Linked DNA regions of Mus musculus: all the other regions are linked to region 7. The links are chromatin contacts, called in public Hi-C, HiChIP or PLAC-seq and promoter capture Hi-C maps. All regions are on one chromosome and are shown on one strand. Each heading gives the region's core, a stretch centred on a gene start, on an enhancer-like site or on the middle of the called end of the contact. The rest is flanking DNA. Distances are from core to core; before and after follow the strand shown.

Region 1 (4,039 bases), core at 1,286-3,785, 870 kb after region 7:
AGGTGGCAAAGACAGGGTGCAGCCCTGAGGTCCAATGAGCGGCAAGTGAGCTGCACCCACATCCCAGCCGGAAGGGAATGGCAGTCCTGTCCCAGCTCCCTTTAGTGAGGGCGAGATACAGCTGGCTGGGGCTGACGCAACCTCTGCATAAGCACAACCCACCCAGAGGGCCCATGAGCATACCAAGTTACGGCCTCATTGTTGAAGTACCTGGACCTAGCCTTGCCTGAAGGCCTTGAGGACCAGGCCAGGCCCAGCCTCGGAGCAGAGCCTAGGGCCCTCCCAGGTGTGGCATCACAGGGCACAGGGCATGACACACATGTGCGTGGCTGCTGTAGGTCCCTTTGGTATTTATTTCGAGTGTGCATGACCTGCACGGCATGGCGAGCAGGTGAAGGTCAGAGGACTCAGTTCTCTCCCTGCTCTGGCTGGCCAGGGTTCCAGGCAGTCTCCCGTCAGGTGCCCATCATCACACTACAGCTTCTTGTTCTTGCTCAGCCGGTTGTGGCGCCAGATATTCTGTTTGCGAAGTAGTCGCCAGTACTCTCGGGACTCTGGTTCTAGTTCCTCTAGCTTTTTGGGGGGACCCAAGTTCACCTGGAACAGCCTGAGGGTGAGAGGCAGGGCAGCATGGACATCCTGTAGCTCCAGGGCGTGATTGGGGTCCAGGTGGGCCTCTACACCCAGTCCTGGTTCTCAGTGTCAGAGACTGAGCCTAAGGGACCTGGTCATCCCCACTCTGCTTCCCGTCTGCCCCTCTGCCCCTTGGTCTCTTGTTCCAGCCACATAGGCCTCTTCTCTGCTCCCAGAGAATTGGCTCTGTCCTTCCCCAGGACCTTTGCACAAGGCACACCTTCTACTACTTGGTCCTGGATCCATGTGGCCTCCCCAGGAAACACTTATTGCCCAGTCTGCATCCCACTGCCCCTGCCTCTCCCAATCTCCTGAGAATGTAGCCCACCATATCTGCCTGCTCAGGTAACTGGTTCCCAGCTTGCCCTGGGAAGGGGATACTTGTGCTGTTGACCAACCCTCTGGGTCCCTGGAACAAGGGTAGCTGGGGATCAGTCATAAATGTCAAGAAGCAGAGTCCTGCTGCCCCCTTCAGCCTTTGGGGACATATGGTCTTGTGTACTCACTGGCATCCAGAACCACCCATGACAAGGGTAGACGAGCACAGCAGGCCTCAGGGGGCTATCCTGGAGCCCCATGTTCCTGAAGGCTGGGTGTCAGGATTCCTATGCAGTGTGGTACACTCACCATGTGGGGTACTCGGAGTCTGCCTTCAGGGCCACATCCTGGCCTTCCTTGTAGATGTTGACCCCCATGGCATGTGTGGTGAGCTGAGTGGGGTCTGTGCACACCTCGGGGTCCTTCAGGGCCTCAGCGGCCACGCCGCCCTTGCCGCCCTTGCCAACTGCACAGTGAGAGAACGGGACACTTCAGCCTGCCCAGCTCTGCCCTCCTTCAACCCTCCTTTGTGTGGCCTCCAACAACCAACAGCCCCAGCTCTCTCCATGCATAACAGGGTCCCTTGTTATGGCACAGACCTGTCCCACTCCCGTGGGCCCTGAAGGCCCAGCCCATACTACACAACCCCTCTTCCATTCAGTGATGTTGACATGGTGGCACATGCCTGGCATCCCAGCATTCTGGAGCTGAGGCTGGGGAGTCATAAGACCCTGTCTCAAAAAAAAAAACAAAAAACCAATTCTGAGAAGAGAGAGATGGCTCGGTAACTCTAGGCCAACTTGGCAACATTTTTTTTTTTTTTTTTTGAAGACAGGGTATGTCATGATGTAGCTCTCCTGGAACAACACAAAAAAGTAAACACTAAAAATATTTTTGAGATGGGGTCTTCCTGGCAGGCCTGGAACTCACAGAGATCACTCTGCTTCTCTGCTGGGATTAAAGGTATCACGTTCGCCTCAAAGCGTAATTTTTAAATAATTTTAAATAATGATTATCACGGGTGTGTACACTGTCACAGTGCTTGTGGGATTGGTCATCTCCTTCCCTGCTTATGTGGGTCCTGGGGATCAAACTCAAGGCTTTCCAGGCAAGCACCTTGCACAATGAACCAACCTGCCCACCCACATTACTTTTTAAATTAAAATAATGACAATAACTTAGTTGATGTTGGTTATGTTTGGTGATTTACTCAAAGTTGAAGCGTGACACCCAGCCTGGTCCCGCCCTGTCCCACAAGGGCCGCGCCTGCGCACTGAGCGTAGAGGCTAGCGGCGCACCCGCAGGCCTCACTACGCTAGCACGCACCGTTTGGCCTCCGTAACGCTGCGCCTGCGCAGTCAATCCTCAGAACCCCACCTCCCCAGCAGCGCTCCGGCCGTACCCACTTTGGTTCCTTCGGAGCCAACTCACCTGGCTTTTTAGCATATTCCCGGATAGAGAATCCTCCAGGTCTTCTGAGGACCGGGAGCGCCCGGGGATGCCAGCGGGCCCACACCCGGGAAGCCCGGAGGAGATGGGCGGCCGCCATGACGCTGGCCGGCCGCTCGCACGTGCAGACTTCCGTGTTACGTCAGCCCTCCAGATCGGCTTTGGAGGTGTTGGAGGCGCCGCGGCCTTCTGGGAAATGTAGTCTTTAAAAAAAAATTTGCCCGACTAACGACTAATTTTAACTTCTGTAGCTATCGACCGTTCAAAGAATATTTCATTAAATTCTTGCCCCCAGTTCAAATGGTGATGGCACACCTTTAATCCCAGTACTCTGGAGATACAGGTAGGAGGATCTCTGAATTCAAGGTTAACCTTGGCTACTGCTTGAGTTCCAGGACAACCAAGGCTACACAAAGAAACCCTGCCTCAGACGATGATGACGACAACAACAACAAGTATTTAGATCTTTATTTACTTTAAATGTCACAGCAAAATCATGCTTATATCCCTTGTGGAATTTTTGAAAGCTTAAAAGTTAGGACAGTCAGTTGTGATGTGGAGGTGGAGGCAAGAGAATCAGGAGTTTGGGTCGATCTGTCCTACACAGCAAGTTTGAGGTCAGCCTTGGCTATATGAGATCTTGGCTTAAACATATGGGTAGCTGAGAATGATGGGAGTGATGAACCCCAGCTTAATCCCCACACTTGGGAGGCAGAGGTAGGTAGATGCCTGTGAGTTCCTGGCCAGCCTACTCTACATAGTGATACGTATGTGTTCTATTCACTAATAGAAAAAAGTGGGGTTTGGTGATTGGGGCTTCGTAGCAGAAATGGAGGCTGGATGCACACAGGAAGCTGAGGCAGGAGGATCAGGAGTTTGAAGCCAGCCTAGGCTACATGAGACTCTCAAGAATAAATAGACTAGTACTAGAATCTTCTAGACTCATTGCTAACAAACCTAACCAGGTGAACTCTTTTTAGATCACACAGTTAAGTTTAGGAATTATCATTGTCCCTAATCTATATGTAGGACCGTGATGCAAATTCCAGTGTCAACTCAAGTCTAGATTGTACCGTTATAGATCCTTACTGGGATACAAAGTGGAAGTCCGTCCTCAATAACTTCCATTCCCACTTTTCCTTTGCACTCCAAATTTTCAAGTCATGGCTCTCTTTACCATCCCTGGTTTCTGCCCATGTCCTACCTCAGCCGTTACACTCTGAAGTGATGCAGAACCCGATTTTAGAAAAGAAAAGCCAGTTTGAGCCTCGCCTCCGTTCTTGTAGTCTCGGGATTCGAACCTGAGCTCTACTATCTATACTGCAACACTGGCGAGTCCCCGGAAGGAGAGAGAGCGGACTCGAGGACTACATTTCCCAGCAGGCCGTTTGAGAGTGTGTATGCGCAATAGTCCTGGATGGTGCAGTGACCGATGATCCGGTTCCAAAGCTGGGATCCCAGAGAGCTGCTGACTCTTCTGGAAGGACGGGCGGACCGTCCGGACAATCCTGCCCGGGCCGGAGACACAGGTACTGCGGGCCGTGCGGGACTGGACAGGCTCCCGTGGGTGACCCAAGGGCAGTGTCTGAGTTCTGAGACTGAAATCTGAGTTCTGGGGACGGAGCCTGAGTTTCAAGGG
Region 2 (3,995 bases), core at 86-2,585, 980 kb after region 7:
CTTTAAAAATTGTTATTACCATAAATTAAATTTACATAATTATGTAATAACGGACTTCATGGAGGCTGGAGACATGCTTGGTGGTTGAGTGTACTGACTGCTCTTCCGGAGGACCCAGGTTCAGTTCTCAGCACCCACATGGTGACTCACAACTCTGACTCCAGTTCCAGAGGATCTGTCGCCCTAACATAGACACACATCCAGGCAAAACACCAATGTACATAAATCATTAAAAAAGTAATGAGGAAGCCAGGCGTGGTGGCACAGGCCTTTAATCCCAGCACTCGAGAGGCAGAGGCAGGCGGATTTCTGAGTTTGAGGCCAGCCTGGTCTACAAAGTGAGTTGCAGGACAGCCAGGGCTATACAGAGAAACCCTGTCTCAAAAAAAAAAAAAAAAAAAAAAGTAATGAGGAGGCTGGAGAGATCAGTGGTTAAGAGTACCGACTGCTCTTCCAGAGGTTCTGAGTTCAATTCCCAGCAACCACATGGTGACTCACAACCGGTGTACTTATATATTATAAGTACATCTTTAAAAATAAATAAATAAATCTTTAAACCAAAAAAGTAATGAACTTCATGACATTTACACACACACACATATATACATTTGTTTTGTTTTTTCGAGACAGGGTTTCTCTGTATAGTCCTGGCTGTCCTGGAGCTCACTTTGTAGACCAGGCTGGCCTTGAACTCAAAAATCCGCCTGCCTCTGCCTCCCGAGTGCTGGGATTAAAGGTGTGCGCCACCACGCCCGGCTTTTTTTTTTTTTTTCTCCCCGAGACAGGGTTTCTCTGTGTAGCCCTGGCTGTCCTGGAACTCACTCTGTAGACCAGGCTGGCCTCGAACTCAGAAATCCACCTGCCTCTGCCTCCTGAGTGCTGGGATTAAAGGCGTGCGCCACCAACGCCCGGCATATTTAAAAATTTAAACTTCGACTTTATGGTCATGTCACTGCCGTATATCCTGTTGATCCCCAGAATCGAACTCATTCTCAAATTGACTGCAAGTGCCCTCACTGCTGAGATTGCTCGTAACGCCTATTTTATCTCCCATTTCTTTTCCTCTGTTTTGGTCCCAGAGACCATTGGCCGCGCCCTGTAGAACATAGCCACGCCCACTATACACTGCGCATGCGCTATGCACGGCCGGCCCGGTTGTGCTGTGAATGGGATCAAACCATTTTCTTTTCTCTATGGGAGAGACGGTCGGAAACTCTTCTTCCGGAGGAAGACCGGAAGTTGCTTCTCCGGCTCTTAGGACAGTCCTGGGGCGTCGCTGCCGCATCGTTCCGGGTGTGGTCACCCCTAGTCGCGACGATGGTTCCGCCCAGCATGGTCACGTGGCCATCAAGATGGCGGCGTCCAGAGGACGTCGCGCGAGATGCGTCCGCGGACCTGTTCTTGGAGCTGTCGCAGCGACTCTCTCCATCTGTCCCGAGTATACGGAGCTTATTGACGAGTCCCTGTAGACGAAAACACGGTGAGCAGTGCCAGAAGTGCCCCCCCTTCGGGGGACTTCCGCTTTGAGGTACTCGCTGCTCCCGGGAGCGCTGGGATTTCCCTTGAGGGGGTCCTACGGGGAATTGGACCCTTTTCCTTCAGTATTTGACGTCACACAGGATATCATGTAGCCCAGGCTAGCCTCCAACCCACTGTGTGGCTACGAATGGCCTCCTCCTACCCCGTGCTTAGCTGACAGGTTGGCCGCCTATGCGGGGCTCACGTGCAGGCCGGCCCGCGCTTGACCTCTCAGCTTAAGTATTTGGAAACAGGATCTCCTGGGACCGGTTATCTTCCTGCTTCAGCCTCTGCCCAGCCTGGAGCCTTTTTGAATTAAGCGGGAGGCCCCATACCTCGAATGGGCACTCTTGGACCCACGAGATCCTTGGTCTCCCCTGTTGTTGCTCGGGGTAAATCGGGATGTGGGTCTCACTGCCACACAGCTGCTGCCAGCTCCCGTAGACCTGCTTCATGTGTGTTGATGAATTCCATTTTCAAGGTGTGACTGTAGGCTGATGGGCATCACTGGTGAGGCAGCCATACCTGCCTCATTAAACTCGGGGACGCTGGGTGACATCAGAGCCCAGAAGGCCTTCCAGCTTGCCACAGCCTGCTAGTCCAGTTTGTTATGTATGCATCTGCTGTATGTCTAATGGCTGACAGGGGCCGGTCCTCTTATACTGGACGATGTCTGTTTCCGTGTTAATTCATCCGTGAAAGAAAACACCTGTGTGGGAGTGTTGTCCTGCATCTATGGGGCCATGCAGAGGGTACAAGTTGTGCAAAGGCAGGAGCAGGGAGAAGTCCGGAGGGAGGAGGGGACGGATAAAGTGTATCCCACAGGGCTACATGAGAACCTCCAGTAAGGTGGTGTGGGAGGCAGGGGTGAGATCCATTTTGCAACTGACAGTTTCTAGATCCCTCATCTAAGCTATCCTGAAAAAGTCTGGCCAGGTGGTGGTGGCGCATGCCTTTAATCCCAGCACTTGGATGGATGTGGAGAAAGTTCTGTGGCCTGGAGCTCAGGGGTCCTCCTGCCTCAGCATCCCGGGGCTGGAATGGCAGATATGCAGGTGTGTGCCCTAGCTTGAGATTTCCCCTTCTCCTTTTTCTACCGTAGGTTTCTACTGCCTAGAATCCGGCCTTGCAGATCACGTGCTGGGGAGGCCGTTGCCATGGTAACGGAGCAAGAGATAGAGGCCATAGGGAAGACCTTGGTGGACCCCAAGCAGCCCCTGCAGGCCCGCTTCCGGGCCCTGTTTACACTTCGGGGGCTTGGTGGCCCTGATGCTATCTCGTGGATCAGCCGGGGCTTTGAGGACAGCTCTGCTCTTCTGAAGCACGAGCTGGCCTACTGCCTGGGCCAGATGAGGGACGCACGGGCCATCCCTGTGCTGGCGGATGTGCTGCAGGACACGAGCCAGGAGCCCATGGTGCGTCATGAGGCAGGTGAGGAAGGGCAGCCCAGTGCTGTGTTCAGCTCTGTCCCTGGGGCACAGATGGGTGCCGCACAGGGCTATGGACAGCGCACGGGGGTGGTCTCCCCAGCAGAGATTTTGCTTCTGAGTTGGGACCTATGCCAACCTGTTCTTCAGGGACTTGGAATGCTGTCCCTCTGCCCAAAGTCTAGTGATGACTTGTCACTCCACCCAGGGGCACTGGCTGGGGTGGGTGGCTTTAGACCCGGCGGGCCAACTTCTTGAGTTAAGGATTCGGATTGACCAGCTCAGAGGCTGTTGGCCCAGCTGTGACCTGGGAGACCAGTCAGGTGTTGGGCATCAAGCAAGCTCCTCTCTACTGATTTGTCTCCTCAGGGGAAGCCCTGGGGGCGATTGGTAACCCGGAAGTTCTAGGCCTCCTGAAGCAGTATTCTACGGACCCAGTGGTTGAGGTGAGGAGACTCTGACTGGCCCATCTCTGCCAGGACAAGCTCTATAGGCCACATCTGGTTACTAGGGCAACCTCCTGGAAAAGGAAACTCTCGAGATGGGGGGAGGGGCACCTGTAGGGTCTCCCACAGCTCTGGGTCCCCAGCTTTGAGAATTCTACCCTTGTCTGTTCACTGTCGAAACCTATGACCTATATGGTCCTTCCCCTTGCTCATACTGTACCCACAAATCTACTTTCTACCCCTGGATCCCCCTGTTCTGTACATTCCTGTCACGGAGTCTGCATTGTGTAGTCTTCGATGTCTGTGGCTCACTGAGCACCATGTTCCAAAGGTTGGTCCATGCTGTGTTGTCAGAGCCTTGCTCCTATTCATGGCTGAGTAATACTCCAGTGTGTAAGGGTGCACTGTGCAGGTCCATCTATTATTGCACCTGTGGCTGCTGGGCTCACCTCTGATCTCTGGCTTTGTCCTAGCATGTGGGTCTCAGGCATGAGTCTGTCCTCTGCCTGCCTTCCTGCTTCTCATACCCCTTGCTTTTCCTGTGATGACCAACCCCAGGGCCTTTGCACAGATTGCTCTGTGTTCCCCCAGGTCTCCACCAGTC
Region 3 (3,875 bases), core at 887-3,386, 740 kb after region 7:
AAACTGTTCTCTCAGGTGATGCTGGTCTCTCAGGAGGGTCTAGCCTGGGGTGGGGTAACAGCTGGAGTTGGAAGACGGAATTCAAGGCGACTCCTCAAGTCCCCAGACCACTTATTCCCTGACCTGGGTAAACCGAGGTAGGTGGGAGGAGCCTCAGCCTTGGGCGTAGAATTCTGGCATGGAACAGGTGACCCCGCCTCCCGTGGCCCAGGCAGGGCAGGGCGGGTGCGGCGACCCGGGTGCTTAAGTGCTCCTAGGCTCTGGTCTGGGGCTGAAGTTCCGGGTTCCCCCTCCCGCCCCCGCCGGGCTCACGTGGCTGTCCGGAGTCCTTCCCCATCTTCTTGGCTAGTGTCACTGCCTGGCCCAGGGCTTCCACTTCCCCTGTGGGGACCTCCAGGGTTTCCCCTTTGAAGGCAAGTTATTATACAAAAAGCCAGATGTATTTGGGTGTTGATGGGTACATTTATTTATTTTTATTTGAGACAGGGTGTCACTGTAGCTCTAACGGCCCTAGAAATCGCTGTGTAGTCTGGCTAGCCTCGAACTCACAGAGATCCACCTGCCTCCTGAGTGCTGGGTGTGCTGCCACGCCCGATTGAACCGTACTTTTAATTCGGTTTATAAAAATGTGTTGGTAAATGCGGGGAGGGGGTCGATGCTTTGATGTAAAAGAACAAAAGAAAAACAAAACTAACATACCGGGCTCCCTTCGACCTGGGGCAGTTTGTAAATATTATCAACAACAGAAATAACAATGAATGAAAAATAACTAAATTAAGGACCGGGCATTTGGAGGCTGACATCTCATATTGTGACAGACACACTTAAAGCTAAAGCAAGGATGGCCAGTCTCCATACGAAGGGGAACTGAAGGGGAAACTGAGGCCAGGCGCTGGTTCTAACTCCCCGCTCCGCCCCCTCCCCAGAGCCAGATCCACAGTCAGGTCGTCTGGTGGCTGTGGCGTGCTGGAACCCGAACCCAGCAGGCCTGGTGAACCGGGATGTCGCCTGTCCCCTCCTCTGCCTTCCCCTCCCTCTCCAGACCTCTCCCACGACCAGAGAGGAAGTGGGAGAGAAAAGGACAAGGGGGTGAAAAAAAAAGAAAGAAAGAAAGAAAGAAAACAGAAAACGCAGGGTTGGATTCGCACTTTCCTACTTCCCACCTCTGTCCTGCGGAGCTGTGCGGCGCCCCTGCGAGGGTCCGGGTCCACGCCCCACACCAGCCGGGCCAGCCAGCCGGCTGCGGGGAAAATTACAAGGCCTGGAAAACAACCGTCCTTCCCCGCCCCTCGCCAACCCCTTCCCCGCGCTACGCCCCTGGCACAGCCGGGTGGAGGCGACTGTTTTATGTAATCGCGGGGCGGCAGGTTTGCTGGCTGGCTGCACCGGTGAGGGCGGGACCCCCGAGCTCAGCTGACATTTCGCGGCCCTGCAAGTCTTCCCCTGGGGGGTCCCTGGTATGGCTTTGGTAATTTAAGGCGCAGATGGGGGCGGGGGTGGACGGAGACCCGACACTCTAAAGCAACCTAGCTGTACTTGCAAACTCTGGGTTCCTCGCAGTTTGAGTAAACTGAGGTTTATGTGGGGGTTAGGGGACCTGGAGCTCAAATGCAGACTCTGATCTTTTTTCTTCCTTTCCTGGGTTCTTTGCACTACTTGGGTAAACTGAGGCCAAGGATGACAGGAGCGCCGATGCAACCTCGCCGACCTTGCAACAGACCTTTTCTTCTCCTTTCGATTCCTTGCATTATTTGGGGAAACTGAGGCTCAGAGAAGGGAGATGCGGTACCATGGCAGCGCCCTGGTGGCCTTGGAGAGAGGTGTGAGGCAAGGGACCGTCACTTCCTCGCCTTCATCTCAGCTCCTTGGGCCAGAGGGCCCCTTACGCCCCGGCACCCAGTCCTCCGGGTGCGCACCGCACTCCCGCCCCCATTGCCAACCCGGTCCCGCCCCGCCCCGGGCTTCGGGGGCACAGCCCGCGCCCCCTGAACCCCGCCCTGCGCGCACAGGCCGGGGCTGTTTATCTGCGGCCCCCACCCCCTGAACCCGAGGGGCCCCTCTTGCCCGCCCCCAGCACCCTGGGGTGCTCCGGGCCGTAGATAAGCCAGCAGGCTGGCACGGCGCCGCGCACGGGGCGGAGAGGTCACGGGCTTGCCAGGGGAGGGGCCGATGGGTCGGGGCTGCGCCCCCCGCCCGCCCGGCACCCCCAAATCCCTAATCGCAGCCCGATCTGCTCTCGCGGCGCAGCCCCGCGGGACGTGGCAAGAGCCGACCTGCAGAGCCTGTTCTGGCCGCGGTGGCCGGGGGGGCGGGCTGGGCGTGGGGGTGCCGGCGCTGCGGCACCTTTAAGACGAGGGAGGACCCCTCTTGCCCTCGGACAAACCAGGAAGGGAGTCGCGAGCATCATACGGGGCTTTGCGTACTGTACGGCTACTGTAGGGGCAGTGACGCCGCCGCCCGCCCGAGCGAGGTCCGCGCCGCGGGCTGCCCCGATCGCGCGTCCTCCGGGCTCGGGTCCCCGCGAGGTAAGCTGCCCGGGCTGAAGGGGACTCCTCTCCCGGAGAGGTGGGTTTTGTTTTTCTTTTTTTTTTCCTTTCTTTCCTTTTTAATTTCCTTGCAGGGTGGGGACGCGGCCGGGGGCGCAGTGCGCACCCCGAGAGCCCGTACGGAGCGGAACGGACTGGATGGGGGATCTGGGGCGCCTCCGTAGCTCAGGGGTTCTGGAGACCAAGATTGCCCGGCCAGAGCCGAAGAGGAGTCGGGAGGCGGGGGGGCTCCGCCCGGGTCCCTCCGGGGCGAAGGGCACAAGCCCGCTCCCGATCCCTCCTCCCTACTCGGGCGGCACGGCCTCAGGGTTCCCGGCGCGCGGCCCGCGGGGGAGGGGAGCCGGGCCTCACCGAAGGCGAAGGTGGGGGCTGAGGGGTGCGTCGCGTGCTAAGTTTGCAATAGGGCCCGGGGCGCGCCGCTCCCCTTTCCGAGTGGTAGTGGGCAAGCGGGGGGCGGGGAAGGCCTATCCGGGATTGCGCGCAGACGTTGGAGTTGGCCAGGATGGAGCGCCTTGGCGGAGGGGGGGAGGGGGCTGACAAAACAGGGAGGGGGGCTTTGCAAAAAAAAAAAAAAAAAAAAAAAAAAAAAAAAAAAAAGGCCCGAGAGAGGCGGAGGGAAGGGGTGAGGGGTGGAGTGTCTGGGAGGCGGGCGCGTCGTCGCGGTTCTCCTGGGCTCTGTAGTTCTTTCGCTTATCTTCAGTGCTTGTTGTTTTGGAAGGTGGCCTTGGAGAATAAACTACAAATCCCAGAGTGCCTCGCGATAGCGGCGGGTCAGGGAGGGGCGTTGCGGAGGAGGGGCGGTGAGTGGCAGACCTGAGGGCCAATGGATACTAGAAATCGTCCGGCGCGGCGCTGCATGGGGGTGGAGCCTGCGTTTGGGCGGGGCCTGCGTGCAGGGGCGGGGTTTATGCAGAAGAGGCGGAGCTTCCGCGGCTCCCTCGCCCGGGGCCGGTGGCGGTCCCGGCTTCCGGCTGCCGCCCCTCCCCTCCTGTTGTGTAACCGTTCTTAGCCCCCCCCCTCCCGTTCGATATTTTAATTTTTCCCCCTTCCCTTTAGTTCCGGACGCTCAGGGAGGAGGAGAAAGGTTCCTCCGCAAGACTGGAGGTTCCCTCCCCAGGGGAGGGTGTGGTGTCGGGGGGCCTCGGGGCTTCAGGCGAGGCCGGGGATGCGCGGCCTGGCGCGGGCCGGGCCGGGCGCGGGGGAGGTGACGGGCGGACCCAGATCCGGGGTAATTTGCATCGCCCTCCCCCCAGCCCGGGTGGGGATTGGCCGGGCGGCGGCGGAGGGTGGCGCGGGGCCGGGCTCAGCGTCGCCCGCCGGGCCTCGGAG
Region 4 (3,821 bases), core at 1,209-3,708, 780 kb after region 7:
ACCATTGTTCCCACAGTGCATCATTGAGGAGTCTGGAGAACATATTATTGCTGGCGCCGGTGAGCTGCACCTGGAGATCTGCCTTAAGGACCTGGAGGAGGACCATGCCTGCATCCCCATCAAGGTGGGCACCAGAATGGGCGTCTCATCCTTCTGCCTATGTGCCTGAGGTGCTGCACCATGTGCTGAGGGTTCTATGCAGGCCCCCTGGAAGCCCTGTAGTGTTGACAGTTGTGGTCTGTTTCCCTTTCACAGAAATCTGACCCTGTTGTGTCATATCGGGAGACAGTCAGTGAGGAATCCAACGTGCTGTGTCTGTCCAAGTCCCCCAATAAGCACAACCGGCTGTACATGAAGGCCAGGCCCTTCCCTGATGGCCTGGCAGAGGACATCGATAAGGGTGAGGTGTCTGCCCGCCAGGAGCTCAAGGCACGTGCCCGCTACCTGGCCGAAAAGTATGAGTGGGACGTTGCTGAAGCCCGCAAGATCTGGTGCTTTGGCCCTGATGGCACTGGCCCCAACATTCTCACCGACATCACCAAGGGTGTGCAGTACCTGAATGAGATCAAGGACAGTGTGGTGGCTGGCTTCCAGTGGGCTACTAAGGAGGTAAGTGACTCAGCATTGGTGACCCTGTGTTCTGAGGGGCTGCTGGTGTCTAACTTCCAGCTCTTCACAGGGCGCTCTCTGTGAGGAAAACATGCGTGGTGTGCGGTTTGATGTTCATGATGTGACCCTGCATGCTGATGCCATTCACCGGGGAGGTGGCCAGATCATCCCCACAGCACGCCGCTGCCTGTATGCCAGTGTGCTGACCGCACAGCCCCGCCTCATGGAGCCTATCTATCTGGTGGAGATCCAGGTAACTTGTGTATCTTAGGTGGTGTCTGTCTATCCTCCTGCCTCTGCCCACTGCTCACCATGTTCTCTCTTTTTCCTCGAAGTGTCCTGAGCAAGTGGTGGGTGGCATCTACGGTGTCCTGAACAGGAAGCGTGGCCATGTGTTTGAGGAGTCCCAGGTGGCTGGTACCCCCATGTTTGTGGTCAAGGCATACCTGCCTGTCAATGAGTCCTTTGGTGAGTGTCTGGTCCCTGGGGTTTGCAGATAACCTGCAAGGCCTGTGTAATATAGCTGCGGGGTGCAGAACAGAAGCAGATTTCTGTCATCACGGCCAGCTTGCTTAAGGGTGCCAGGAAAGACAGAGCTACAAACTACACAGAGAAACCAAAACAAAGGACCCAGGAATCCCTCCTGGGAGGGGTGGCAAGACAGCTAAGCATGTCCCCCCCCCACCCCACCCCCCCAGGGAAGTCACCTGAGTCTCCTGTCTTCTGTCTAGGCTTCACCGCTGATCTGCGATCCAACACCGGCGGCCAGGCCTTCCCCCAGTGCGTGTTTGACCACTGGCAGATCCTGCCTGGGGATCCTTTTGACAACAGCAGCCGCCCCAGCCAAGTGGTAGCTGAGACGCGCAAGCGCAAGGGCCTGAAAGAGGGCATCCCAGCGCTGGACAACTTCCTGGACAAACTGTAGGCAGCCTGATACTGCCACATGCTGCACAGTGCCCACCCATCAGAAGACACCTTGAGACTGTCCCACAGTGCTCCTCTAGAGGCTGCTGGGGCCACCCTGACATCACTCAGCACTCACTTGCTACCAATTCTATTTATTTCGGAATTACAAGATAGCGGGAATCTCTCTGCAGGCTGGACTGGCAGGCTGTGGGGTGGGCGGGACACGGCTCTTAACATTTTCAGAGGGAAACGCGCAGATGTCCAAAAGTCTAAATAAATGCATTCAGAGGTTTTTGGGGTCCATGGCCAAGTGGAGTTCCCCCAGAGGGGGAGGTGGGGTAAGTGCCTCCAGGAAGGCAGGCAGCCTGCCTTAGACTTGCAGCCCGGCTGTGGGAATGAATCATTGGAGTAATAAACTACAGTGGTTGATCCACATGTGCTCGCAACTCTGTTTTGTACAGCGCACGCTTTCCTGGTTTTCAGGGTATCTGGCTACCCTTAGGTGGCCTGCGGTGATTCACACATAACACACACACTGCACCCCGTGCGACAGAATGGGTTTTATTGTGAGTTCACAGTACTGCCTCAGTCCATTCCACAAACTTGAATCACTCCATAGACCTGCACATCAGGGGTTTGGTCTGCGCATACCCGGCTCCAGGTTATTGGCTTTCAGCCTCTCGCGTTAGCCAATCATCAGCCAGGAGCCCAATAATGATGTGCTCCACAAGGGCGGTGTCGAGCCTTCCTGTGAATCTGTCAGGCTGGCCAATGAGCACTGGACTCTCGCCTAGCCTTGGGTGATGACGTCACTAGTCAACGTCCGCTTCCGCTGAGAGGTCAGATGCTAACCAATGAGCGTGTGCATTCAATTTCCGGTTAAAGTCGTAGTCCAATGAGCGCTGGTTTTCGGGTTTTGCGGAGGTGTGCCCCTGCGCTGTCAGCGCATGCGTAGATGCCGTCTCAGGATTTGTACCGGAGGTTCTCGCGGGGGCCTCGCTGGCACCGGGCGGGGACTCGATGGCTGAGGACGGTACGAATGGGCCGGGTCCGGGACGTTGTGTTGGGACCCAAGGGACACGCGACGAGGGCGGGAGCGAGGGGAGGGAACCCGCGAGGGGCATGGCTTTCTCCAATCTCGAGGGGTGGACCTCTAGGAATAGCAACACTGCTGCGCATGTGTCAGGTTTCCGGCGACACCCCTGAGTTCCGGGGTGCTGGTGGGCATGATTGACAGGTGAGGAAGCTAGGTAGGAATTTCAAGAGCCGGACGCTATGGAAGTGTTTCGAGTAGAGAACCCCACGCTGACTTGGAACTCTGTTTAATCCTCCAGCCTCAGCCTCTTGAGTGCTAGGGTAAAGGGCACCTGACACTGTATTGTGTTTTATAGTTTTGTACATATATATATATATATATATATATATATATATATATATACTGCTTGAGAGATGTTGTTCCGCTTCTTTTAGTTATATCTATGCTTGTTTCTGAGAGGGGTGTCACAGTGCCCGCAGGTACCTGAGGTTCCTGAAGAGAGCGTTAGAGGTCATCAGGCCTGGGAGTTAGAGATACTAGTGAGCACTGGAAACTGAACTTGGAGACTGTGCAAGTACAGCACCCACTCTTACCGTCTCAGCCATCTCTCCAGTCACTTGAGCTGGTCTCATGGAACTCAGGCTGGCTTGTAACTCACCAAGTATTTGAGTATGCTCTTGAACTCGTAGCCGTGCAGCCCTCCGCTCCCCAGTGTGGGGTGTCAGGTTTGCTCTACCATGACCAAATTGTGGGTAGAGGCTGTAGATGACCAAAGAAAATCTGGGGCAGGGGCATTGTGTGTCACATATGCTGGGGAAGCCTCTTGGGAGAAGTCGGATCCGTGATAAACATTTCCTGTTTCCTCTGTCCCTCCAGCTCCTGTGTCCCCAGAATCCTTCAGAAGGCCAGCCGCCATGTCCACATTCAGGCAAGAGGATGTTGAGGACCATTATGAGATGGGAGAGGAGCTTGGCAGGTGAGTGGCGTGGGAGGTGGGTGCCCTTCCTCTCCTCAGTGTCTTGAAGCAGTGGCCACAGAGTTTTCTGGTGGTACCACGCCAGACTTCAGGTTCCCAGATGACAGGGAACCTGAGTTCCTTTTCTCTCGTGTCCTCTGTGGAGAGAGACACAGAGACCTGTAGCTGCTGCCCCTGAGCCGGGGACAGTGCCTCGGAGCATTGTCTGCTATGGGATTGTTCTCAGCTCGGTTTCTTCTTTTCCCCCATGAGACAGAGTCTTACTATGTACTCCTGGCTGGTCTGGAACTTGCT
Region 5 (3,488 bases), core at 663-3,162, 790 kb before region 7:
GTCCCGCTTGAGGCTGCTACCCTTATTGACCACCTTGATCCTGAGGGCCAGCTTACGCACACTGGCTGGCCCCAGGCCATCAAAGAAGAAGTCCTCGTTGAAGATGGGGTGGCGGCTGTTTTTGATGATGGTGCTCCGCTGCTTCTGCAGCTTCCCGGGCACCAGGCACAGCCCCACGCAGCAATTGATGCTCCGGGCATCACAGGGCCGGTCATACAGGCCCTCGGCCGCCAGCAGGCGCACACGCAGGCGGGCCTGAGCAGCCTCGTACTCGGCCAGCAGCCTCACGCTGCCCCTGGTGCCCATCTTCACTGTGTGCTCTCCACGTGGTGCCTGGCCAGACTCCGGGCCTGGCTCCGGGGTAGCCCTGCGGGACAAGCGGCGACGGACACCTGGGCTGGTGTCTGGTGTGCTATCATCCGCAGACAGGGAGCCATGGCGACCTACCGACTGTTTCAGCTGGCTCACTTTGGCCTGGCTGTCCTGGGCGAAGCCCTTGAGCAGCGATACAGAGCGAGACAGCAGAGGGGACCCGAAGGGGGACGACTCAGCAGAGGACCCTGTGTCACTTTCCCCGCCACTGAAGTAGCGGCTAGGGCTCATCAGGGCCCCCCCAACCTCCCGGGATCCCCCATCACCTCCATTGCCCTTGGCCCCTGCTCGCCGGCGGCCAGCACCAGGGGATCCGACCTGGGCCAGGGCCCCGTGCTCACTGTGGAAAAGGGACTCCTTGCGCCTGGTGTGGGGGCTCTCGGCCAGTGTGGCAAAGCCATAGGATGTCTGAGCCTTGGGCACAGAGGGCAATGACATGGCACCCTGCGCCTGGGGGTCAGCGTTGGTGGCTTCCTCGGCTGTCCAGTCCTCCGCACTCTCTATCTGAATCACATGTCGTGTGGCTGCCTTCAGCAGGCTCCTGCTCTCTGAGGCCAACTTGGCCGGCAGCCGGGGACTGCGAGGTGCTCGACGGGGCCCAGGTGAAGCCAGGTTTTGCTCTGAGGTGGAGGGGCCCAGGTCCGCCTGTCCCTCAGCCTCTGTGGGGCCAGAGGGCAGCTTGGGCGGGATGAAGAAGTCGGGGATCTTGTCCGGAGTCAGCACGTTGCTATACAAGGGACCCTTGGAAGACTTGTCCCCAGCCTCACCGCGGCTGGCTCCGTTCTCCCCAGACCCCCGAAGTCGTTCCAAGAACCACATGTTGGTTTTTCTCATGAGGGCGACAGGCAAGAGACCAGGAGTCTGAGGAAAGAAATAGGAGTCAGAAGTGACACTTGTGCTCAAATGTCACCTGTCAGGGCTGTCAAAGGGTCGGACTTGTGTTAAGGGGTCACCTTAGGGTTATCAAGAAGTTGGCATTTATGCCCAGCTGTCAACTGACTGTCAGGGATGTCAGGGGGTGGTACTGTACATGGGAGTCATCCGCCAGGGCCCCATGGGCTTGACACCTGGTTCAGGGGTCACCACCTGTTAGGGTTGAAGCCAGCGTAGTGTAGGATCACGCTGAGCACTTGGGGCGCCCTGAGCAGGGTCAGTCTCCCACGCGAGCTGGGCCCGGCCTGTATCCTGCGCACCCACCCACCACCACCTCAGGGGATCGGGGTCCCCCCAGGGAACCACAGGCCTGAGCATCCCGGCCCCGCCCCCAGCTGCCACCCACCTGTGGCTTCACTCAGCTGCTGCGCTGTGCGTTGGGGGAGGCGGCGACAGCCCTGGGCCCGGTGCAGCGAACTGACCGCGCCCCCGACTCCCTGTGCGCCGGGTATGGGTAGCGCGGAGCGCGCTGGGCTCACCTGCCCCACGGGCTGCGGCGACTCCGGAACGCGGAGCTAGGCTACAGCCCGGCGCAGCTGCGAGCGAGGCGGTAGCGCAGTGGCCAGCTCTCCTCTCGGCGCGGGAAACCGCCCACCAAGCCGTATTCCTCCGATTGCGGCCGCGCGCCCGCGTCCTCGCAATCCGCGAGGGGCGGGGCCTCCCGAACTGGCGGGGAATCGGGGGCAGGGCTCCTAATATAAATAGGGCGGGTCTGCATGCGGAGCTGGGCCTAGGAGACAGTCTCCTGGTTCAAGCTGAGGAGGGGGGAGGCGGAGCTACTGGTAAATAGGGTGGAGCCTGAAGAAGGGGCGGAGCTGGCAGGAGTGTCTGGACTACATTGTTCCAGCCAGGGGCAGGGTTGGTAGCACTGAACCACCTGCCTGGTACAGGGTGGATGGGGCATTGCCTCCTGGTACAGAGAAAGAGTTCTGTGAGGGGTGAGGGGTGATACCAACTTGTATAGCCTGTGGTCCTGGGCAAGACCCAGACTACTGATCTAAGCCTCCTGATGCTAGACTGAATGGAATACATAGAGTCTGGAAGGGGAGCTGAGGGGCGGGGCTTGTGTCACTGAATCCAGCTGAGTCTAGCTGTACCACTTCTAGTCCCAGCCTCTCCTCTCAGCTCTGGGGAACACAACAGATCCCTTCACTAGCCAGCTGGTCTTCAACCAATAATAATAACTCTAATGATTGGAATTGGGAACTGAGTCCCAATCAGCCTCTACATGACCTTCTCCATCTCTGGTTCCCATGGCCACCCAGCAGGGAGTCAGTCATCCTCAGCGTTTGTAGATGAGGTGACAATTTCACTCTAGGAGAACAACCCACCCAGAGAAAGGCCTGGTCACTGTTGGCTGGGTTTCCACAGCTCAGCATCAGGTACTTGGTGTAATACACCTTCCATGGGCCTACATTTATCTGGTACCCATCTATGGCCAAATGACCCAGATGCTGGGAACAGTCTGATGGCTATCCTAGTGACCAATGAAACAGGTAGCCATGGAACAACACACCGGCGAATGACAATATAGGTGTGTGGCTCTCCATGACAAAGCTATAACAGTCCTGGAGTGGTGACACACACCTTTAATTCCAGCATTTGGAGGGGGAGGGGAGCAGAGGCAGGCAGATCTCTATGTGAGTCTAGCCAGGTCTACATAGCAAGTTCCAGGACAGCCAAGGTTACATAGTGAGACTGTCTCAAACCAAACAAAAACAAAACAAACAAAAATCTTGTAACAGGAAATCTAGAGGGCAATGGAAGAAACTGCCATCCATCAGCCATGGCAAAAGAGACCTAGCAGGGTAAGGCCAGGCTCAACCTAAGGTTAGCTACAGGATCACAGCCCCCAGGAACCAGGTGCCTTGGGCTTGCTCTACTGGCGCTTCAATCCTGTGGCTGACCATACTTCCCTCTGTGTGATGGCAGGTAAGTCTCCCAACCTCTGAGCCTCTATAGGTGAGCAAGCATCTTAGCCAAGGGTGTCCTGACTCACCCCAGAGCCTGGCTCCCATAACTCAAGCAGCAAAGGACCCCAAAGGCTGGCTCCCATACCTGAGCACAACTGCTGGCTCCTGCACTGATGTACCTGGAAGCTTAGAAATGAAGGCCCTCTGGCAGTGGTGGCGCACACCTTTAATCCCAGCACTTGGGAGGCAGAGGCAGGCAGATTTCTGAGT
Region 6 (3,894 bases), core at 555-3,054, 920 kb after region 7:
CCGTCCCTGACTTGGGAAGTAGAGGCAGAAAGCAGGCATGCAAGGTCATCCTTGGCTGTAACCAGTTGGAGGCCAGCCTGGGCTACATGAGACCCTCTCAAAAGAGAATCTGTAAATATCTTTGTGACTCCCCATCGTGTCCCCATCCTGTTCTCTCCAACGGCCACTATTGCCCCACCGTGGACGGTGTGTGAACTGTACTGTAAGGCCTGGGGGCTCCTCCAAGGCTGAAGAGGTGCCCTCTCCGGCCCACTTCTGTTCTCCTCAAGCCATCCCAGCAAGTCCCCTGTCCAGCCCCACATCAACCTCAGTGCAATATGCCCTCCCCGTGGGGTCCCTTGGCACGGTACTGTCTGCAGCCCCTTGTCTCTCACCCCTAGCTCCACTCTCCGGTGGTTAAAAATCGCATCGCACATCCTCCCCCCAATCCTGTTTTTATTGTTGAATCCATTCTGTAAACTACAAACCTCGTGTGTCTTACTCATCAGGACTTGGGATCCCTCGTCCTCAGCCTATGTGGTCTGGTGTTTGACAATCCAAGCACAGTGTCCTCTTGGCACCAACCAGAGGGGCCTGTCCCTCCAGCGCAGCCGGCAAATGTATGCAGTCCAGGTCCCCGCCCCACCTGTCACAGCCCCTCTTTTTGAGATCTGTAATAAATCTCTAATAAGAAACAGCTCCTCTCCGGTGACTTATGCGTGCGTGCGATGGGAGAGCAGGCGAAGGGTGGGCACCACGTGTTTTGTCTCCCCCGCTCTAAACCCTCCCTGGATCCCACATGATGAATCCCAATTCGCAGATGACTTCCTTTCTCCAAGCCTAAACTTCCCTATCCATAGATTAGCCACAAGTTGAGCGCAGTACGCAAGCTGGCGGGCGTAGTAGTACTCAGACTCGTCCTGGAGTCAGCCAGAGACTGTCTGTTCATGTCCTGTTGTTTTATTAGCTCGGAACCGGTTGCTACAAGGCTACCCTAGAAACCGAGGACTCCCGCGAGCGCTTGGGTCTCCGGGTTTCAATTTTTAGAAGTACACCGGGCCCTGCAGGTTTAAGTTCCGCCCACTCTAGCCACGCCCCTTTGACGTCCTTTTCCAAGCCCAGCAAGACCCCTAAGCGCAGTTTCTGGGTTCATTGGCCCCGCCCTCAGATCCAATGTGTCCATCTCGCCCCCAAGGTCCCGCCCACCGCCGCTCTACTTCCTCCCACTCCTCAGTCGGCCACTCTCGACTACATATCCTGCCCGTACCCATTCACAGTTCGTAGTTACAGATGTCAATCTTGCCTCAATCAGCCCCTCTTCCACCCTCTCAAATCCTGATATGCACTCCTCCGCCCATTGGTCTACGCCTGTCAATCTAGTTTACCAGACCCCGCCCACCCCGGCTCCCGTAACCGCCATTCTTGCGTTCCTTCTCAGGCCACGCCCAGCGCAGGTCCCCGGCCGGGTCTCCCGATCTACAGTTGTCGATCTCCGTAAGCCCCGCCTAACCCAGCCCTATTCTTTCCCCATAAGCTCCTCTACTAGGCTCCGCCCCTAGGGCACTGCCCATGCAAGTGCAGGCTCCGCCCACTAGGCGCCTCTTCCGCCCTGGAACAACCGCCTCGTAGCTCCGCCTCCCTAAGCACGCTACTCGCCGGTCACCTAGGGCGCGAGGGAGGGCCCACCTAGGTCAGTCTCCTTCACTGCATGAATGGAGCGTCAATCCGCTAGTTCTAACGGCGTCCCGTTAGGAATCTACTATGTGTTCCCAGCTTGAGAACTCCGGAGAAATCTCGGGTTATGTTGTCCCTGGAGTCCCGGTTAGAGGGAGTAAGTCATTCCCTGTGATCAGGCGCACTTTGGACAGTCCTTAGAGCGCCGCGCCAAAGGAAAGCCCCCGGCGCCAAGCTTCCTGGTTGTTTACGCGCGCGCATGCGCGGCGCGGGCCGCCAAATGGGTCGGGACTCTCGCTCGCGCTCACGGTCTGTGGGTCGCAGGGGTCGGAAGCAGCGGAGTCGAAGCCGGGGCCGGAGCCGCAGCCGGAGTCGGAGTCGGAGTCGGAGTCGGAGTCGGAGCCGGAGCCGGAGCCGGAGCCATGGGCGGAGCAGCCGAAGGCGACGGGAACACGAGCGGCGGCGCGAACGCAAGCGGCGCAGCCGAGGGCGCAGGTGAGCGTCCTGGGGGCTGCTCGGGCCTGGGAGCCGAGGGACAGGCGGGGCAGTATCCGAGATGCCGGGCTGCGCCGGGGCAAAGGAGACTTCCGGGGACCGCGGGCCATGAGCATAGGGGACCGAATGACTCCACTCGCCACCTCTGCATTCATAGACATTGTCTTGTCCCGGGCTGGCCTCCTGCGTCAGCCTCTGGAATGCTCGGGATTACAAGCCATTGCCTCACAGTTAAGGTTTTTTGCATTTCCTCATAGTTAATTCTGCTCAGTTGACAGCCCTTCTTCTCAACTGGCAGTACTTCTAACAAGTTGACCAAAGCCTAATCAGGACACCGTTCATACAGCACTGGAGATACAAGCCCGAACAGCCACATCTATCTTTTACTGTGGGTACTGGGGATTCGAACTCATGTCCTCAAAATACTACCTGGTGGTATTCCTCTTTCGTGGTTCCTGGGCTGTCAGAGAGTCCATCTATTGGGCCTCTCGTCTGTCATTTCTCATCCCTTCTACCTGTCATCTCAGCAGGACTTGACGGCACTGTACACACCAGTAACCCCAACACTTAGGAGACAGATAAGAACCAGCCTGGCTGTAGAGGGAGTTCCCACCTGATAGCATTGTAGATGTCATATTTAAAATAAAACAAGCACTCAGAAAGCAGAGACAGGAGGGTCTCTGAGTTCCAGGACAGCCAGGGCTACACAGAGAAGCCAGCCCTGTCTCGAAAAAAATCAAAAATTAAAAGAAAATAAAAACTACATAAAAAAGAACTACTCCCTCACTTTTAACCTTCATTTCTCTTGCTGTATTGTCTGTTATGGCCCTGGGACTTGTGTAGCTCTACTATGAAGGACAGCCTAGCTCATGTGGGGAGCAATGTGATTTACAGGCCGGTGAGGCTAGAATTCTAGGCAAGTACCTCAGCACCTAGGATGGTGCCCAGCAGCAGCCAGCATTGAACAGGTCTTGATGTGTCCTTCCCACAGGTCAGATTCGGAAGGAGAGCAGCGGCAGAAGTCTAGGAGGCGAAGCCAGAGCCTTCGACCACCCCGATGGCACTCACAGAACCAGTCCTCATGCTCTGACTCGGGTGAGGAGCGGGCTCAGGGCTCCTGGGCCCGTAAGGGTCACAGGCGCTCGTGGTCCCCGGGGTCATCAGCGTCTAGCTTGGACTCCCCAAGACGCTCCCGGAGTCCCGGGACAGCTACCCTGGCCCTGAGCCAGCAGCAGAGCCTGCAGGAACGGCTGCGGCTTCGTGAGGAGCGGAAGCAGCAAGAAGAGCTGCTCAAGGCCTTCGAGACGCCTGAGGAGAAGCGTGCGCGGCGACTGGCCAAGAAGGAAGCTAAGGAACGCAAGAAGCGGGAGAAGATGGGCTGGGGTGAGGAGTACATGGGCTACACCAACACCGACAACCCCTTTGGAGACAACAACCTGCTCGGCACCTTCATCTGGAACAAGGCCTTGGAGAAGAAGGGCATCAGCCACCTGGAGGAGAAGGAGCTGAAGGAGCGCAACAAGAGGATCCAGGAAGACAACCGTCTGGAGCTGCAAAAGGTAGGCCGGCCTCGCACGCACGCACACTTGCATGGGAGCTCACATCCTCTTCTGGAGGCTGGATGTGCCTGGACACACGCCTCTCACCATGGTGGCTCCCTGTGTTGCTGTCCAGGTCAAACAGCTGCGGCTAGAGCGGGAACGGGAGAAAGCCATGAGGGAGCAGGAGCTGGAGTTGCTGCAGCGG
Region 7 (3,740 bases), core at 372-2,871:
CTACTGCAGACCTATTAGAAGCAACAACCCCATCCCTCTTTGCAGTCTGAAAGGAACCCAAGTTAGCCCTGGCTTCCAACCTTACTGCCAAAACCCACGACTCCTTAAGACCAAAGGGCCAGGCAGTTCAACTCACAATGCACCACCCAATTCCGGGTGCAGTGGAGTAGGGACAACTACAGTCGGCTAAAAAGGTAGATGCTCCAGCCGTAGGGCAGCATGCATGCGGCCCAGGATTCTATTCACACCACTGGGGATAGAACTGGGGAAGAACAGCAGGTGTAGGTTGCCTGGCTATTATTCAGATAGACAGCTTTCACTGCCCTGATTAAAAGGTTGCAAATATGGTCTATGTAGACGCTGCCTCAAAAAAAAAAAAAAAAAAAAAAAAAAAAGGCTGGAGAGTTGGCTAAGAGGTCATGAGTTCAATTGCTAGCAACCACATGGTGGCTCACAACCTTCTATTGGGTGATCTGATGCTCTCTCTTCAAGCAGGCAGAGCACTCATGCATTAAATAAATAAAAAATTTAAAATATTTTTTAAAGAGCAGACTTATTCATAAAAAAGTCTTGCACACAAAAACCACATTCACATTAGTCAGAAGCCACTGTGATGTTACATTTGGGGCCACCGCTCAAGAAGAGCAAGGGCTTTGGAAACGCCATAAAAATGGGGGACATTTTGCTGAACAAGAAGCCAAACCCAAATTTATGCAGGTGAGGGGATCAGGCCACCTGGGGCAGTTCCCTTGCTTCCCGAAACCATGATAAAGTCCCCGCGAGGGTCAAAGGGTCAGCCCATCCCCCTCCCACCCCCGCTTCCCAGCGGCGTCTGGCCAAGGCCCGGGCGCCCCTCGCACGGCGCGCACGGTCCCCGATTCCTTGGAGGACAAAAGCCCGCGCCACAGGCGGGCTAAAAGCCACGAGGCTGAAGCCTTGGCTGCAGGCGTGGCGCACGCGCACTCACAGCAGCGCTGGGTGGCGCGGATCAGCAAAAGGCAAGGCACTGGGTTCAACGCATGCGCGCTGAGGCGAGCCATGGCCGGCGCGTGCGCACTGACCACAGCTGGCACGTAGGACGCACGCTCGGACGCACGCTCGGACGCACGTCGCCCGGCCCAGACCGCGGCCCGCAGTCGGGGCGCCCAGGCCGCCGCAGAGGCCGCTGGGAGGCGCCCGTTGGGGCCCTGCGCGGCCGGCGCGCTCATTCACCTATAGTAAAAGACATCCCTGTGGCCGGCCGACAGCCCCGACCTCCTGGGCACTTCTTCCCTTTCCCAGCCCTGCGGGAGCGCCGGGCACTCCCACCTCTTCCGCTCCATTGCGCCCCGGCTTTTCCGCCCGCCGTGGCCGATGCCGCCGCCGCCGCCGCTTCTGCAAGTTGCGACCCCCGGGCTCGTCGCCGATTCGGCTCCCTCCGCCGCCGCCACTCGCCGCAGCTGTTCTGTCCCACGGGCCTCCGCCCTCCGCCCCCAGCCGGGCGCGCGCCGGCTTCGCCACCCGCTCGGCCCCCTCCCCGCGCTTCACAGCCCCCGCTAGGGGGGCCGCTCCGCCCACCCGCCCGCGCGTGGGGCTCGTCTGCGCAGGCGTGGAGTCGGCCCCGCCCCTTCGCGCTCGCAGGACCAGTCTGACTGCCGTCCAGACTCTCTGCGCAGCCGCGGCCCCGACCCAGCCTTCGCTTGCCTTCAAGACCCGCCCCAAGGCTGTGAAGCCAATCAGATCACTTCAGCTCCTCGGCTTAAAATGCACAGTTGGCTACGTCCCGCCTTGCGGGAGACGCCCACAGGGCATGGAGACCAATCAGCGCTCAGAACCTCGTTCTGTGCTTAACTTCTCATATAAATCTGCTCTGAGACAAGGACAGCCAATCAGCGTGGCCGGGGTGGGACAACCATTGCGTTTGCGCTCTAGACTCCGGAAGCACAGTGTGTGCTGCACCTGGTCTGTACCAAGCTGGAGCAGTTTCGCCCGAGCTGCCGTCCTGGTCCTGGGGTCGCGCTGGGCTGCACCTGCGCAGTGTGCGTTTGTCAGGGACCCGCCTGGGCTTTGTGAAAAAGATCGAGTACAACTCGGGGCCTTCGACGCAGTCCTGCTTCCCTCTGCGTTTCGTTCTGGCCTCTCGGCTGTTCCAGCCCCAGCCTCTATTGCGTTACTGCGAGGACAGAAATGCACCACCACTCCCGGCTTCACCAAGAACTATTTAAGAAGTTTGTTCTTTGCAGCAGTACTGAAAATAGAAAGCAGAACCTTACACGTGGTAGACTTTCTGCCGTTAGGCTGCACCCCAGCCTGAGTTTGATGGCTCACGAACCTATTTAGAACATTCCTGGCCAGCCTGGGCCACACAGCAATACCCTAAAATCAGGCCAGGAATAGTGGCACGTGCTTGCCATCTCAGCACTGGGATAGTGGAGGAAGGAGGATCAAGCACTTCAAGACCAGCTTGGAGTTTACTAGATCCAGCATCAGAAGGAAGAACAAAACCAAAAACTGGTTTCTAAGTTAGTGAATGGAGTCACTCGCACTATCGCCCCTTGTCTACCGCAGCCCTGAGGACAGGGAGCTGGGGGGTCACTTACTCCTGCTTGGTACTGTCGGCTGCTTTGCCACTCAGGCCCAGCCAGACTTACCCAGGGAACATGCCTGAAGGCCAACTACCTTCTCACCCAGGCTTCCATTATACAGTACCTGGAAGACCTCTCTTTGAAAGGGGACCCTCCCTGACAAGGAGAGCTGCCAAGGGATCATGAGGTGAAATCACAACACATTTAAAGATCTTTGTCTTGCCTGCAATTTTTGGAGCTCAGGAACTGTATTTTATGAGCTAGGATTTGGGTCCCCAGATCAGGAGGAGAGATCAGATCACAGTGAAGAAGGTCAGGGGGACATGGAGGCTGGGATTAGTGTTTTGTATTTTTGAGTCAGAGTCTGACTTTGTAGCTTTCCCTGGCCTTGAACTCCGAGATCCTTCTGCCCCCTGCTTCCCAGGTGCTGGGATTAAGCCAGGCTTGGTGTCTGACAGATTTTTGCATGTGAGAATGGCAGCAGAAAATTGACACTGGGGTTCTCAATTCTCTATTTTTGAATTTTAAAAATCTGTGCCTCTTACCATCCAGAACCATCTAACTTCCCCAGACTGGGTCTCTCAGCTTGTAGCTTACTGCTTTATCTGGGCTGGCAGGAAGGGAGGTCTCAGACATGCAGCCTCCGGGCAAGGAAGTTCAGGCTCTCACGCGTGTTTGCCAAGCTGGTTACTCAACTGTCTTTCTCCTTCCATCTTTTTTATTCTTAAACCAATAAGGGGTTTTAAGTGGCCCAGGATGTCCTGAACCTTGCTATGTAGCTGGGGTGACAGTTATGAAGTGCTGGAGATGGACCAAGAGCCTTGTACACCCTAAAGGAGCTCCATCCCTAGCCGTTTCTGATCTTGACAACTTTCCTGAGTTTATCTTACTGTGTGAATAGGTCAGAGCTTGCGCTCAGGTATGATGGTGTGGTGGTTTGAATATGGTTGGCCCAAGGAGTGGCACTATTAGGAAGTGTGGCCTTGTTGGAGAGTGTCACTGGAGGGGTGGGCTTTGAGAGACCCTCCACCTAGCTGCCTGGAAATCAGTCTTCTCCAAGCTGACTTCTGATCAAGATGTAGAACTCTTAGCTCCTTCTCGGGCACCACAACTGCCTGGATGCTGTCATTCGACCTTGATGATAATGGACTGAACCTCTGAACCTGTAAGCCAGCT

Evidence for each region. Promoter capture Hi-C pulls out the DNA fragments that hold promoters and counts their contacts. A called contact is a pair of places that touch in the nucleus more often than the background predicts. HiChIP or PLAC-seq counts read pairs in DNA pulled down with a chosen protein or histone mark. Capture Hi-C pulls out chosen DNA fragments and counts their contacts.
Region 1: a contact with region 7 is called in a promoter capture Hi-C map of liver, with 3 times the contacts expected there. The contact joins the promoter of Mrpl54 here to the promoter of Mbd3 in region 7. A contact is called at or near these places in 1 of 39 promoter capture datasets (liver), 3 of 115 datasets of contacts at active chromatin or transcription factors (bone marrow-derived macrophages, double positive thymocytes and memory CD8 T cells) and 1 of 9 other capture datasets (liver).
Region 2: a promoter capture Hi-C map of liver shows a contact between it and region 7, with 3 times the contacts expected there. The contact joins the promoter of Dohh here to the promoter of Mbd3 in region 7. A contact is called at or near these places in 4 of 39 promoter capture datasets (cranial neural crest, erythroid cells, liver and 1 more), 1 of 484 Hi-C or Micro-C datasets (muscle stem cells), 1 of 115 datasets of contacts at active chromatin or transcription factors (embryonic stem cells) and 2 of 9 other capture datasets (adipose tissue and liver).
Region 3: a Hi-C map of B cells shows a contact between it and region 7, with 12 read pairs. The contact joins the promoter of Zbtb7a here to the promoter of Mbd3 in region 7. A contact is called at or near these places in 3 of 484 Hi-C or Micro-C datasets (B cells, CD4 T cells and embryonic stem cells), 6 of 115 datasets of contacts at active chromatin or transcription factors (astrocytes, bone marrow-derived dendritic cells, bone marrow-derived macrophages and 3 more) and 1 of 9 other capture datasets (liver).
Region 4: a contact with region 7 is called in a promoter capture Hi-C map of liver, with 4 times the contacts expected there. The contact joins the promoter of Dapk3 here to the promoter of Mbd3 in region 7. A contact is called at or near these places in 5 of 39 promoter capture datasets (embryonic stem cells, liver, neutrophils and 1 more), 3 of 115 datasets of contacts at active chromatin or transcription factors (astrocytes, embryonic stem cells and pancreatic cancer cells) and 2 of 9 other capture datasets (adipose tissue and liver).
Region 5: an H3K27ac HiChIP or PLAC-seq map of microglia shows a contact between it and region 7, with 7 times the contacts expected there. The contact joins the promoter of C2cd4c here to the promoter of Mbd3 in region 7. A contact is called at or near these places in 2 of 115 datasets of contacts at active chromatin or transcription factors (microglia and pancreatic cancer cells).
Region 6: a contact with region 7 is called in a promoter capture Hi-C map of liver, with 4 times the contacts expected there. The contact joins the promoter of Cactin here to the promoter of Mbd3 in region 7. A contact is called at or near these places in 6 of 39 promoter capture datasets (cranial neural crest, erythroid cells, hematopoietic stem and progenitor cells and 2 more), 2 of 484 Hi-C or Micro-C datasets (muscle stem cells and myocytes), 4 of 115 datasets of contacts at active chromatin or transcription factors (astrocytes, double positive thymocytes, memory CD8 T cells and 1 more) and 1 of 9 other capture datasets (liver).

The regions. Positions count from the first base shown.
Region 1 is chr10:81,264,391-81,268,429 of GRCm38.p6, forward strand. Mrpl54 (mitochondrial ribosomal protein L54) reads right to left here and starts at 2,536. Exons shown (of 3, transcript NM_025317.2): 1 at 2,383-2,536; 2 at 1,261-1,417; 3 at 332-607. The coding sequence starts at 2,500. The coding sequence ends at 475. Apba3 (amyloid beta (A4) precursor protein-binding, family A, member 3) reads left to right here and starts at 3,782. Exons shown (of 11, transcript NM_018758.2): 1 at 3,782-3,929.
Region 2 is chr10:81,383,099-81,387,093 of GRCm38.p6, forward strand. It overlaps Dohh (deoxyhypusine hydroxylase/monooxygenase), which reads left to right and starts at 1,336. Exons shown (of 5, transcript NM_133964.3): 1 at 1,336-1,480; 2 at 2,621-2,949; 3 at 3,315-3,391. The coding sequence starts at 2,676. Gm48551 (predicted gene, 48551) reads left to right here and starts at 1,336. Exons shown (of 6, transcript NR_168929.1): 1 at 1,336-1,480; 2 at 2,621-2,949; 3 at 3,315-3,391. It overlaps Mir6913 (microRNA 6913), which reads left to right and starts at 3,249; the gene lies at 3,249-3,314.
Region 3 is chr10:81,134,135-81,138,009 of GRCm38.p6, forward strand. It overlaps Zbtb7a (zinc finger and BTB domain containing 7a), which reads left to right and starts at 2,137. Exons shown (of 3, transcript NM_010731.3): 1 at 2,137-2,565.
Region 4 is chr10:81,180,549-81,184,369 of GRCm38.p6, forward strand. Dapk3 (death-associated protein kinase 3) reads left to right here and starts at 2,459. Exons shown (of 9, transcript NM_001190474.1): 1 at 2,459-2,548; 2 at 3,428-3,527. The coding sequence starts at 2,536. Eef2 (eukaryotic translation elongation factor 2) reads left to right here. Exons shown (of 14, transcript NM_007907.2): 10 at 17-124; 11 at 256-609; 12 at 680-862; 13 at 945-1,077; 14 at 1,341-1,961. The coding sequence ends at 1,534.
Region 5 is chr10:79,612,106-79,615,593 of GRCm38.p6, forward strand. It overlaps C2cd4c (C2 calcium-dependent domain containing 4C), which reads right to left and starts at 1,913. Exons shown (of 2, transcript NM_198614.3): 1 at 1,652-1,913; 2 at 1-1,233. The coding sequence starts at 1,206.
Region 6 is chr10:81,319,299-81,323,192 of GRCm38.p6, forward strand. It overlaps Cactin (cactin, spliceosome C complex subunit), which reads left to right and starts at 1,805. Exons shown (of 9, transcript NM_027381.2): 1 at 1,805-2,148; 2 at 3,140-3,707; 3 at 3,823-3,894. The coding sequence starts at 1,913. Pip5k1c (phosphatidylinositol-4-phosphate 5-kinase, type 1 gamma) reads left to right here. Exons shown (of 18, transcript NM_008844.3): 18 at 1-676.
Region 7 is chr10:80,397,910-80,401,649 of GRCm38.p6, forward strand. Mbd3 (methyl-CpG binding domain protein 3) reads right to left here and starts at 1,622. Exons shown (of 7, transcript NM_001306143.1): 1 at 1,309-1,622. The coding sequence starts at 1,322.